Regions from separate parts of the Sus scrofa genome. Here region 1 is linked to region 2. A link is a contact called in public HiChIP or PLAC-seq data. All regions are on one chromosome and are shown on one strand. Each heading gives the region's core, a stretch centred on a gene start, on an enhancer-like site or on the middle of the called end of the contact. The rest is flanking DNA. Distances are from core to core; before and after follow the strand shown. Region 1 has its middle 260 kb from the start of AKR1E2. Region 2 has its middle 260 kb from the start of KLF6.

What was found. HiChIP or PLAC-seq counts read pairs in DNA pulled down with a chosen protein or histone mark.
Region 1: a contact with region 2 is called in an H3K27ac HiChIP or PLAC-seq map of skeletal muscle. The contact joins two enhancer-like sites. A contact is called at or near these places in 2 of 47 Hi-C or Micro-C datasets (embryonic fibroblasts and fetal heart ventricle) and 1 of 2 datasets of contacts at active chromatin or transcription factors (skeletal muscle).

What each region holds. Positions count from the first base shown.
Region 1 is chr10:65,953,874-65,959,651 of Sscrofa11.1, reverse strand. No RefSeq gene overlaps it. Among named protein-coding and RNA genes, the nearest start is that of AKR1E2, 260 kb to the right of the region's middle. Within about 2 kb of position 2,136, at least 32 of the 83 cell types and tissues checked have an H3K27ac peak or open chromatin away from gene starts, as enhancers often do. A contact at or near this core is called in skeletal muscle, where this site is marked.
Region 2 is chr10:66,224,656-66,230,402 of Sscrofa11.1, reverse strand. No RefSeq gene overlaps it. Among named protein-coding and RNA genes, the nearest start is that of KLF6, 260 kb to the left of the region's middle. Within about 2 kb of position 2,987, at least 39 of the 83 cell types and tissues checked have an H3K27ac peak or open chromatin away from gene starts, as enhancers often do. A contact at or near this core is called in skeletal muscle, where this site is marked.

The DNA.
Region 1 (5,778 bases), core at 887-3,386, 270 kb after region 2:
TAGGGGATTTTTATTTATTTTTATTTTTTTTAATTTTTCTTTTTTTGTCTTTTTGTTTTTTAGGACCACACCAGCAGTATAAGGAGGTCCCCAAGCTAGGGGTCGAATCAGAGATACAGCCGCCAGCCTGCACCAGAGCCACAGCAACGTGGGATTCGAGCCACATCTGTGACCTACACCACAGCTCATGGCAATACCAGAGCCTTAACCCACTGAGCTAGGCCAGGGATCGAACCCGTGTCTTCATGGATGCTAGTCAGGTTCGTTAACCACTGAGCCCCAAGGGGAACTCCAGATGGGGATAATTTTAAAACAAGGTTGTCAATAGTCAAATTAGTCAAGGCCATGAGTGCATTTCAAGACAATTCCAGATAGCTGAGTAGGTTCCAGATCAGCAGGAAAACGAAATAAAAAGAAGTATATGGAAAAAGACGGATTGGGGAGTGAGCTGGGACAAGCCCCAGAGGTCGCTGGCTGTGCACTGCGCTTTCTGTGGTCAGAGGCAGGAGGAGCTGGAGGATGGCCCAGCTGACCTCCGACCCGTGGGCGGTGAGAGCGCCTTGCAGCCTTTTAACCGGCTCAGGACCCAGCCCAGGCTCCTAAAAGAATCCACCTGGAGAACGTGGGCAGGTTGTACGGCGTCTCTGCCTCTAACGTGGCAACAGTAAGAGTGCTGACCTCCCAGTGTTGTTTTGTGAATGTCAAGTCATGCTCAAAAGTCACAGTGTGGGATGCATGATGCGTGTGAAATAAACATTAACTCTTGCAAAGTCTTCTGAAGGTCCCCTTCTCCTGTTCCAGGCTGGCTTGCTCCGAGCTGCTCAGAGACAGGCCAGAAGCAATGCACCATCAGGCAAAGCCTCCTGGTCAAAACAGGACCGGCTTTCCTATAAAGCGGCTTTACATTGTCAAAGCAGCCCTGAAAACACCAAGACTCAGCTTCCACCGAATGCATTCAGAGAGTTCTCCGTGTATCCCCCAAGACTGCTGACTTAGTCACCAGCCAAGAAAGGTGAAGGGCTAAGTGCAAGGGCCATTCTTCCTTCTCCAAGCGAAAGCCAAGCTCCGACAGCTAGAGAGAGGCCTCACAGCTTTCGAAAATAATGAAGATCAGAAGCCTCCAGTTTCTTTGTCTTTCTAATGACTCTGCTTTAAAAATAAATCTGTTCCTTGTCTCTCTGACTTTCCATAGGCTTTCTGAGCTTACTTGAAACAAACAGATTTTGACTCTGTTGGGAAATGATCGTTCTCTACACCCGGACACAACAGGCAATCCCTAGAGATGGCAGATCTGCTGTCACTTTGTCCGGTCATCTGAAAATAGGCTTTCTCGGGGAGGAGGCCTGACATGGAAGCCGAGGGCAAAGGATGTGCTCCGGAGAGAGTGTGAACTGGCTTTTGTTCCCTCCTTGGTGACACCCGACCCTGGCCTTGGAAGGTGGACCTTCCAGGGCTGTGCGGTAAAGCCATCTTCTGCAGGCGTCTGTGACTCCTGCCCATCTTGAATTCCTCCATCTGAATGAAAGAAATGACTGCCCCACGTCTCTCAGGGGTGAGGGGCATGTCATCTTTTGATGCCCATATTTCAGTTCACGGAAGCCCTGCCACCTGCAGGGAGAAAACAGCCCACGAAACCCTCACTGGAGCCTCAGCGCCGCCATGCCCTGTCTCCCTGGTAAAATAAGCAAATCCTTATCAGTCAGCATCTGTTTCCCGTGCCCCCACCCCAGCGTCTGTTTACCAGATTTTTTTCATTGAGAGACTTCCCCGCGGCGTATAATTCACTTCGTTTTTGCTCATTCATAAGATTTTTTTTTTTTTTTTTTTTTTTATCTCCCAGCTGCAACTATTTTGGGCACATTTCTGAGGACTTATTGAATGTGACTCATCGGAGTGAAGTGGGACTACCGAACAAAGCGGAGGCCGTCTGAGCGCTTTTGAAATACAGTAAATTTACACAATACGTATTTGTTGGTGTAAAGTACATGATTCGAGCGCTTGTCCATAGAGTCTTCTCCCCGTCTATTCAAAAATGAAGTGGATTGCTTTTTTAATATGCAAATTCTGGAAAAGGCTACTTAGCCTTCTCTCTTTCCTCCAGAAGTTGCCAGGGGGAGGAAAACAACGGAGACAAAGTAAACTCATCGCTTTCATTCGACACAAAATCAAATCGCTATTGCCAGGCGTTCCCATGGCAACTGCCTTCCTAAGCAAACTTCTCTGCAAAATATACAGCTGTTATTTTATCTCGTTGCTAAGTTCCCTCGACAAAACCACACCATAATAACCGCTCACATATATGTGGTTAAAGGGGATAAAACTCCCACGGGCCTCACAGAGCTTATCTTTTAAATGATAACTTAGGAATTTGACCCTCCATCCTCAGCACCATATGGGGTTTTCCTTTTTCTTTTTTTTTTTTTTGAGTCCTTTGCCTTGAAACTCTGCCATATTAGGAAAAATCCAGGCGAGTCTTTCATCTATATCATTGTTAGTTGTGTGAATAGAATTTTTTCCTTTGGTTTGTTTTTTTTATTGTCGAACAGTGAAAGATTAGGTTCCATTTTCCCATTTTCATTAAATGAGATGATAAAATGATGTATTCTAATATTTCATATCTGCAGAGTTAATAGTTTCTCTATTACTGTTTGTTCTCTTTTTTAAAGCGTAACCATGACTGGACTAGTCTTTGGGTACCAATTATTCTGCCTCTCTCTGGAGAGGAACCAGTGAGAAAATTGAAGTCATTTTATCAAACTGCCAAGAGAGGAGAGAGAGTACCCATTACATGGCTATCCATAACATATTTTAGCACCAGAGCAAAGCTGTAAATAAGCCAGAAGAAAATAGGCCCAAGCCCTAGAGGAAAGTCAGATTCCCATGAAATATTCAGTGAGGCTCTCTCTCACCAGTGCGGGCCCCAGGAGGGCCAGGGAGGAATATTATGGATCTCGTGTCTCAGGGGAGGAGCAGGTCGATGAAAGGGACATGCCCACACCGTGAAGCTTGGGGCAGTGTCACAGCTAGGCTGCTGCCTCTCTCCATTGCTTTCTTTTAAAGTAATGTGTTTTCTTCACCTTAATTCCGCTGCATTTGGCAAGAAAACTGGTTTGTTGATGACCCTTAAGACTATGCCATAAGAGTTCCCACTGCGGCTCAGCACGTTAAGAGCCCGACTAGTATCCATGAGGCTGTGGCTTCGATCCCTGGGTTAAGGATCCAGCATTGCCATGAGCTGTGGTGTAGGTGGCAGACGAGGCTCGGATCCCGAGTCGCTATGGCTGTGGTGTAGGCCGGCGGCTGTAGCTCTGATTTGACTCCTAGCTTGAGAACTTCCATGTGCTGCAGGTGCGGCCCTGTAAAGCAAAACTAAAATAAAATCAGATTATGCCATAGCTTTCAGAAAGATTCATTTTTGGCAGTGTCGGCGTGTGATATTTTATTTGCAAATGAGAGCCAAAAATAGCTTATCCCCACAGTTTTTTTCACAGCGGTAAAACACAAGGAAAATCCTGGTTGTAATTCCTTATCCAGGTCAAGGGGTGTGCCTGGAAATCACCGCTTCCACCTGGCATTTTCCCTCCAGAGTCTACCTCTGGATTTGCGAGGCGCCCCTGTGCCTCGACTCAAAGGGACCCTATGACTCCATCCTCCTGGAAATCACACACACACACGTTAGCTTTGTCATTGTCCCCTGTGCATGAAAGTGACATCATAGTTTACACGGAGGACACACCTACCTTCAAATTTACATGTGCTTCAGTGTTTTTTTCAGTGTCTTATTTATATACTATACAATATATACAATATGTGTTATATATTTGCATAATGTGTAGTGTAGTATATTATACATATATTAGTATGTACCATGTATATCAGAACAACACACCGTGAATACTGTAATCTTCCCTCAGGCACATCCGTGACTTTGGAGCCTTGACAGGAGGAGATAAGGATCCAGATCCTATCTGGAAGTGAAGGAACACGCCTAAGAAAAGTCCAAATTACAAAGGTTCCCGGAGGCGGGGTGATTATGGTTGTACATATTGATATTTTTGTATCATCTTGGAATACTTTCAATTTCACTGGGTGTAGTTTTCCTTGGAATTCCTTAACTGTTTTGTCTGGGTGTGTGGAAAGATCTTTATTAAAAAAATTGATTTAACTCGTGAATGGAAGAAAGATGTCTCTTTTGGGGCACATCAACCCCCCCCCACCCACCTCAATGCCTTGGCCATCCCCCATCACCAGCCTCCCCACCACCCAGGAGCTGAGGGAGATGAGCCTGGCAGGTGGCCTGCAGGATGCTCCCTGCTCACCCAGTGCCTGACCCCCAGCGCCCAACTACCTCAGCCTTTTTTTCTTTCTTCTTCTTCTTCTTCTTTAAATGCACTGCATTTTCCATCATTTTCTCTTGTTAATATTTGGTTAAACACAACGTATCTTTTGTAAAAAAACCCAGCACCAGTCCAGCAAAAAAAAAAAAAAAAAAAAAGAATACAAGCAAGGAAACCAAACTGCTTAGGGCTGACTTTATCGTGTGTGCAATGGAGATCCGTTGAGGAGTTTGAGGCATAGAATGTCCTGAAATTGAAGACCATAAATGCAATAGGGGCATGAATAGCGACCCCGGCTCCGGAGCTCGCTGAAGTCAAAGAGGATGCAGGGGTAGAGCCTGGGAACTTGGGGTTTTGATTAGAATGGGTTTGAAGTCCATGGAGCTTTGTTCCTCCTGTTTTATGTAGCTGGAACTGAGAATGAGGGAGCCAGAAAGGTGAAAATATTTCTAGTTTTGATATTTCTCAGTCGTCTTCCCAGACATAGTGTGTACCCCTGATGAGAGCGGACAACTGATATCGAATGAGATACTGGGCTGTGGTTCTCCCAACATCCCTTCACCGACCACTGGTGATGCAAACCCCTTTAGAAAGAGTTTAATATTGTTTCCTTGTACTTCAGTTCACATTTTATGCTTAGTAGCTTTTTACGTGTATATGCAGTTTCCCCCAAATACATTCTCTCTTGCCAAAGGAAGATGAATGTCCAGGTTGGGAATGCTCGCTTGGAACCTGGATGCCCCCAGATGAGTCTGAAGGTGCAGGTTAGTGAGCTGGAAAAATCGAGCTTGGTCGTATGGGCCAGAGAAACATATGGAGACAGGAGAGAGTCAGATATTTGGGTCTGGATTCATGGAATGGAAATGGCTGAGAATCTAGGTCACTGGATTTAATCATTTTGTATCTTACCCAGTACAAAATCTCTAACACGTAGCTCATCATGGGATGTTTTGCTGCTAATCACACTGATAAAACTTGGTGGTTTTAAGCATTGGCATTTTATTGATTCAGGGAAACCTCATGTAAAAATCGCCGTTTGGTGCCACAGCACTCGAGATGTAGACATTTACAACCTCAGAATAGTGCCCGTGAGAGAAATTTGCCAAGAACTAATAATCGAGACGTTATACACTCAGCCAACTGTGATCTTTCTGAGACGGTGGGAGCATGAAGTGCGTTTCTATTTCGGGACCTCCAGTAAAGACTTTGTTTCTTCAAAATGGTAATAGGAAGCAATTCTCTTCACTGCATACCATGTCGAGAGGAAATCTATGTTTAAAAAATATTTCATGTCCTTTGTATTTTTAAGCACTTCTAAAGTCTCATCAAAGGCATGGGAAATGTGCAATGTAATAAAAAATAATAAATCTATATTAACCCTGCTGTTAACGGGGAACCATGCATGCTGTTCTTCCTAGTCAGTAAACTAGTTGAAGATCGA
Region 2 (5,747 bases), core at 1,738-4,237:
GCCATAGCTTTGCCTTTTCTAGATGTCACAGACTTGTGATCAGAGAGTGTGTAGCATTTTCAGACTGGTTTCTTGTACTTCGTCATAGGAATTTAAGATTCTGCCCTGATTCTCCATGGCTTGACGGCTCATTTCTTTGTAGCTCTGCACAATATTCTTTTTTTTTTTTGTCTTTTTGTCTTTTTTGTTGTTGTTGTTGTTGTTGTTGCTATTTCTTGGGCCGCTCCTGCGGCATATGGAGGTTCCCAGGCCAGGGGTTGAATCGGAGCTGTCGCCACCGGCCTACGCCAGAGCCATAGCAACGCGGGATCTGAGCCACGTCTGCAACCTACACCACAGCTCACGGCAACGCTGGATCGTTAACCCACTGAGCAAGGGCAGGGACCGAACCCGCAACCTCATGGTTCCTAGTCGGATTCGTTAACCACTGCGCCACGATGGGAACTCCTCTGCACAATATTCTATTGCCTGGATAGACCACGGTTTATCCATCACCAGCTGAAGGGCAACTTGATGGCTTCCAAGTTTGGGTAGTTATAAACAAGGCTATAAGCACACATGTGCAGACTGTTGCGCGGCTGTACGTTTTCGGCTCCTTTGGGTAGATACCAAGGAGCCAGATTCCTGGATCTTGTGGTAAAGGTCTGTTGGCAAGACACCGCCAAACTCCTCCAAAGTGGCTGCATCATGGGGCTCCCCTCAGCCATGACCAGGGGTTCCTGTGGCTCCACACCCTCACCAGCATGTGCTGCTGCCGGGGCCCCAGATTTGGGCCAACGGGTGTGCAGTGTAACAGAATCGTGTTGTTGTTTTAGTCAGGTTTTCCTGAAACTCAGCATGTCACAATTTCTTTTTGAGTCGAATAGGTTTCCCACCCCCGACCTGTAGCCCCGTCCCCCGAGGTGCACGTCTCGGACCTTGAAGAACACAAGTGAGGATATACGGCTTAGGTCACACAGTTCTGCTCACAGGTAAGTCCACAGCACCTGCCACTCACTGAGCGACAGTCATCAAAGGTGCACTTGTTTCTATTAGAGACACTTTCTCCAAAGCCATCCACCACGGACACAGAATTCTCTCCCTGTGTAATAAGAGGAAACGCACCTTTCATCCAATGCACTGCCACTACTTCTGTGTATTCCCTGTGTTTACTGTTATTTTTGGAACAGTTTTCTGCACAAAGGAAAAAAGTACCGGGGCGGGGGGGAACCGTCGAACTTGTGGATTATAATGAGATAATAATAATCCAATAAGGAAGTAGTTGGATTATGAATCAGAAAGTAAATATTGTGGAGTCTGAATGGAAAACTCAAACCATGCATTTTGGTGCTCTGACTTCTAAATGTTCTAAAAGCCAAATTCCATGGCAGCTCTTGGCCTTTATTGGGTGCGCTCGGACATGGAATCCTTCATCGGTGCCTCAGCGAGCCGCGCCCTGTGAAATTCCCTCCCTGTGTGTTCGGGTAGGCCCTCGACTTGCCCCTGGCCGGCGGGCACAGCAGAGGTGATGGATGTCATCACGCTCTTGGTTCAGTCACCTCGTGGGGCAAAGATGGAAGGACGCTGTGTCCTACAGGCCTTGATCTTGGACTGGAGGGAAACTGTTCGGCTGGCCTTGGGGAGGCTGCAGGGGTCCGTGGCATGGGACCCAGGGCAGCTGTCTCTGGGCCTGAGAGCAGCAGGGCCCCCAGTCATACAGCCAGAGAGAAAGGAAGTCTGCTACAATCTGAAGGGGTGAGTCGGGTTCTCCAGGGAAACCGGAGCCAGGAGGATATACAAGGATACAAGAGGGAACTCATTTTTGTTTTTTTGTCTTTTATTAGGGCCACACCTGACATATGGACGTTACCAGGCTAGGAGTCGAATCAGAGCTATTGCTGCCGGCCTGCACCACAGCCACAGCAACACAGGATCTGAGCCTCGTCTCTGACCTACATCACAGCTCAGGGCAACACCGGACCCTTAAGCCACTGAGCGAGGCCAGGGATCGAACCCATACCCCTCATGGACACTATGTCGGGTTCTTAATGCACGCAATCACAACAGGGACTTCTAAGTTTGCTGCTTAAACTATGTGTACAATCCCTGCTCTGAGTGGAAATTTCTGACAATTGCGTTTTGTAAAGCAACTACCATCACAAAGGTGCCTAAGAGCCAGAGCCCAAACACTGACCCCAGCACATCCGACACTGACCCCAGCCCCCAGGGTGCCCTCCTGTCGTCATCTCTGGGTGACCTAAGGGATCCCACTGAGCACGACTTGGCCTGATACGGAGGGTCCTTTGTGTTCTTGAGCTTCTGTTTCTCAGCTGCGCTCTGTGGAGGGATCTGAGACCGCAGGTCAGGAATGAGCCGTGGACATCGACCGTAAGTCAATGAGGAATTTTAAATTGCTCTCTCTATGTACATACGTGGAAACTTCCAGGTTTCTTTCCTCAGTTTCCAGGAAGAACACTTACTTGCGGCTTTGACCCTGAGGTCTGTTTTCGGGCCGTATTAAGTTGCCTTATGATTCTGCAGCACATGACGATAAATAAAGAGAGGCAGAGTGTAAAAGTCATTTTACTTCTGAAATACCTTCTGTTGTAAATAGATACGCGTTTTCCAGAAGGCTCAGAAAATGTGCTCATTGTAACCTCATCCAGAGTTCTTTCTTTTGTTTCCAAATCCGGTCCTTCTGAGACCCTTTGTTCTGAGTTCATTGTGCAATATTTCCCATGTGACCATGTTTTGTAAAATCGACTCAGATTTTACAAAACCTTAGTTTATGTTCTAAACATGTCTTAACAGGTCCCTAATGAAAGTGTGGTCATTGATTGACAGAGAGGAAAAGGGAACGAGAAAAGCGCAGCTTAGTATAATAAAGTTTCCTATGTCAATGTTAGGTTTTACACTCAAACAAAAGCTAAATTTGGGACACCGATTACATACCAGCATTGATATGAGTCATTTCCTTCCATGATAGCAAAACCCAAGCCCTAACTTCCTTTCTTAGGGTAAATCTGCATAAACCAGCAGATTTCAGATCTCAATTCTGCATGTGTGAGTTCCTCAAAAAAAAAAAATCTCAGTTCAAATTTGTACCTTCAGTGGAATTTTAAATAATTCCAAGAATGAGAGTAGCTGACACCAAGCATTAGATATTAGTAGAACAGTTTCACTTTCAACAATGAAATTCTATGTCAGTTAAAATTTTGCAGATACTGTGAAAGGAAAAGTGAAGAAATACTTGCATCGTAACAAACTAAGAAGACCTGCACTGAACTAAGACACAGACACACACAGACAGACACAGAAACACAGCAACACACAGAAACAGAGACATACACACCCCCTACAATGATGAATGTCATTCCACTTCTGTTTCATGCGGAACCTTAATAACCTAGCACTTTCTTCAACACATCAGCCCACTTCATGTTCAGAAGTGAAAGGAAGAAACTGCCATCTAGTTCAGCGCTTTGAAGATTTTCCGGGAGGAGAAGAATGTGCATATGACTGGTCACTATGCTGCACAGCAGAGATAGACTCAACTCTGTAAATCAACTATACCCTAATAAAAGTAAATTTAATTAAAGCTGGTTAAAAAAAAAAAGATTCCAGGACCTTTTCATTCTGGCCTTAATAAACCTGCTTGCTCTGCTCCCTTCTCCTCCAGGGAGGGATTCTGCCATATGTTTAGGAGGCCCGGGACGTGGACCTTACACCTTTCGCCTGATGTGTGGGCACAGCAAGTTGAGGAGGGCAGGTGGCGGGTGAGGACTAGGCTCTTTCAGGACCCCTTGGAGGAGGTTTTCCAGAGAGTGACTCTGGACACCAGGCATAAGTAACCACAGCTGGTCTGTGGACGAGCAAACAAGGAAGGTCCAAACTGAGAGTCGCTGGTGTGCGGAAGTTCTAGAGAAAATCGCAAGACCAGGTGAGACCTCGAAGGGAGTGCGTGTGGCCGGAAAGGGCAGAGGAGGCGGTCCCGCCTTGAGGCGCCAGCGCTCAAGGGACTGGAAAGAAAAGCAGTGAGCATGGCAGGTGGAGGGGAGGGAGAGAGCAATGGGGACGAGCTGGGACTGGCCGGTGCCCTGGAAGCTCAGCGCGCGCGGGAAGCGCTCCGGGTGCCAGCGGCTAGCAACTCCTCCAATGCGGACAAGCGCTGCGACCCCAGGGGGAGATGCCTGGCGCCTGGACAGGACCTTGGGGTGGAGGGGGTGGGTGAGCAGCGGAAAGCCTGGCAGGGGACAGTTCACCAGAGAAGAGTGTGAGAGGAGAGGCAGGAAAGGCAGGGATGAGGCTTCTCAGGAATTCCACCCCCAGGAGACCCGGGTCCGAGGGGGAAGGAGAGGCGGCCAGAGGACCCAAGCTTCTCAGGAGCAGGTAAGGAATACCCGCGTTTGCAGGCTGCTGGGAGGGGCTGAGCCAAGCAAGTGCGGGACCTGGAGGAGAACGGAGACTCCGGGGAGCTGGGTCCTTGGAAGGACCAGCGATGAGAGCAGGTGCAGGGGGCCCGGCTCAGCGCAGGGGCACAGAGCACTCCTCCCTGGTAACAGACAGGGACTCAAGTGCACGGTCAGGTGGGACAGATGGGTAGTTAGGCTGGTGGAGGGGCCTCTTGGATTCCTCAGCAAAGGGAAAATACAACAACCGCGGAGACGGGGCCTGGGCCTGCGGTCGGTGAGGCTTGGGGGTGGGGTGTGTGTGTGTGTGTGTGTGTGTGTGTGTGAGAGAGAGAGAGTGCAGGCCCCCGTGTGCGGAGGAGGAGGAGGGGGAGGGAAATGCCCTGTATCATTAGGATGTGGGGCTCGTGTCCTCAGCGGGCATCGTGTGGGTGACCTTTGCCTAAAAACACCCCTCCGCCCGGTTGTGTGTTTTCCGCTGTGTCGCAGCCGCAGGTGGAGCTGTTTTTCACTGGGGTTGTGCTTTTCTCCAGGGAGCATCTCAAAACCTGGGAGGAGCAAAGGCGGGGGGTGGGTGGGTGTAGACAGGCAGGGATCACTGGACCCACAAATCCTCTTCATAGGAACGAGGGCGGCGGAAACAGAAGACAGCGCCGCGGAGGAGGGGACCTCGAGGTGGAAGAAAGCGTGGACAGAGCAAGCGACCCCGCAGGCGCGGGGCGTGGAACAGCGCCCACGTGCTTCGGTCACAGCAACAGGGGGATGCTGTCACAGCGGGGCAGGAAACGCGTGACGAGCCCCTGGGCCCGAGCCCGAGGTCGCCCGGGCCCCTCTCTCTGCAGAGGATGCCCTGCCGTCTTCCTGCTCCGGGCATCCTCTCCGCCCAAAGGCCGTCCCTGGGCTGTCGCAGGGAACCCCGCCGGCCCTGCCTCGCCCTCCGCGGAAGCCGGGACCCACGCGTTAGTGACCGCGCGACAGCATCGCTGTCTTTCTCTGCAGCACCTAGGGGACCTACACCAGGAAGCCGGCCCCTCCTCACCAGTCAGACCCAGCAAGGTGTTGCCTCCGGCCTACTCATGCCAACTCAATGCGCAATTTTTATTTATTTTTTAATTAAAAAATTATTATAGTTCATTTACAATGGTCTGTCCATTTCTTTTTTTTTCTTTCTTTCTTTTTTTGTCTTTTTGCCATTTTCTTGGACCACTCCCACAGCACATGGAGGTTCCCAGGCTAGGGGTCGAATCGGAGCTGTAGCAACACCAGAGCCACAGCAACGTGTCTGCGACCTACACCACAGCTCACGGCAATGCCGGATCCTTAACCCACTGAGCAAGGCCAGGGATCGAACCCGCAACC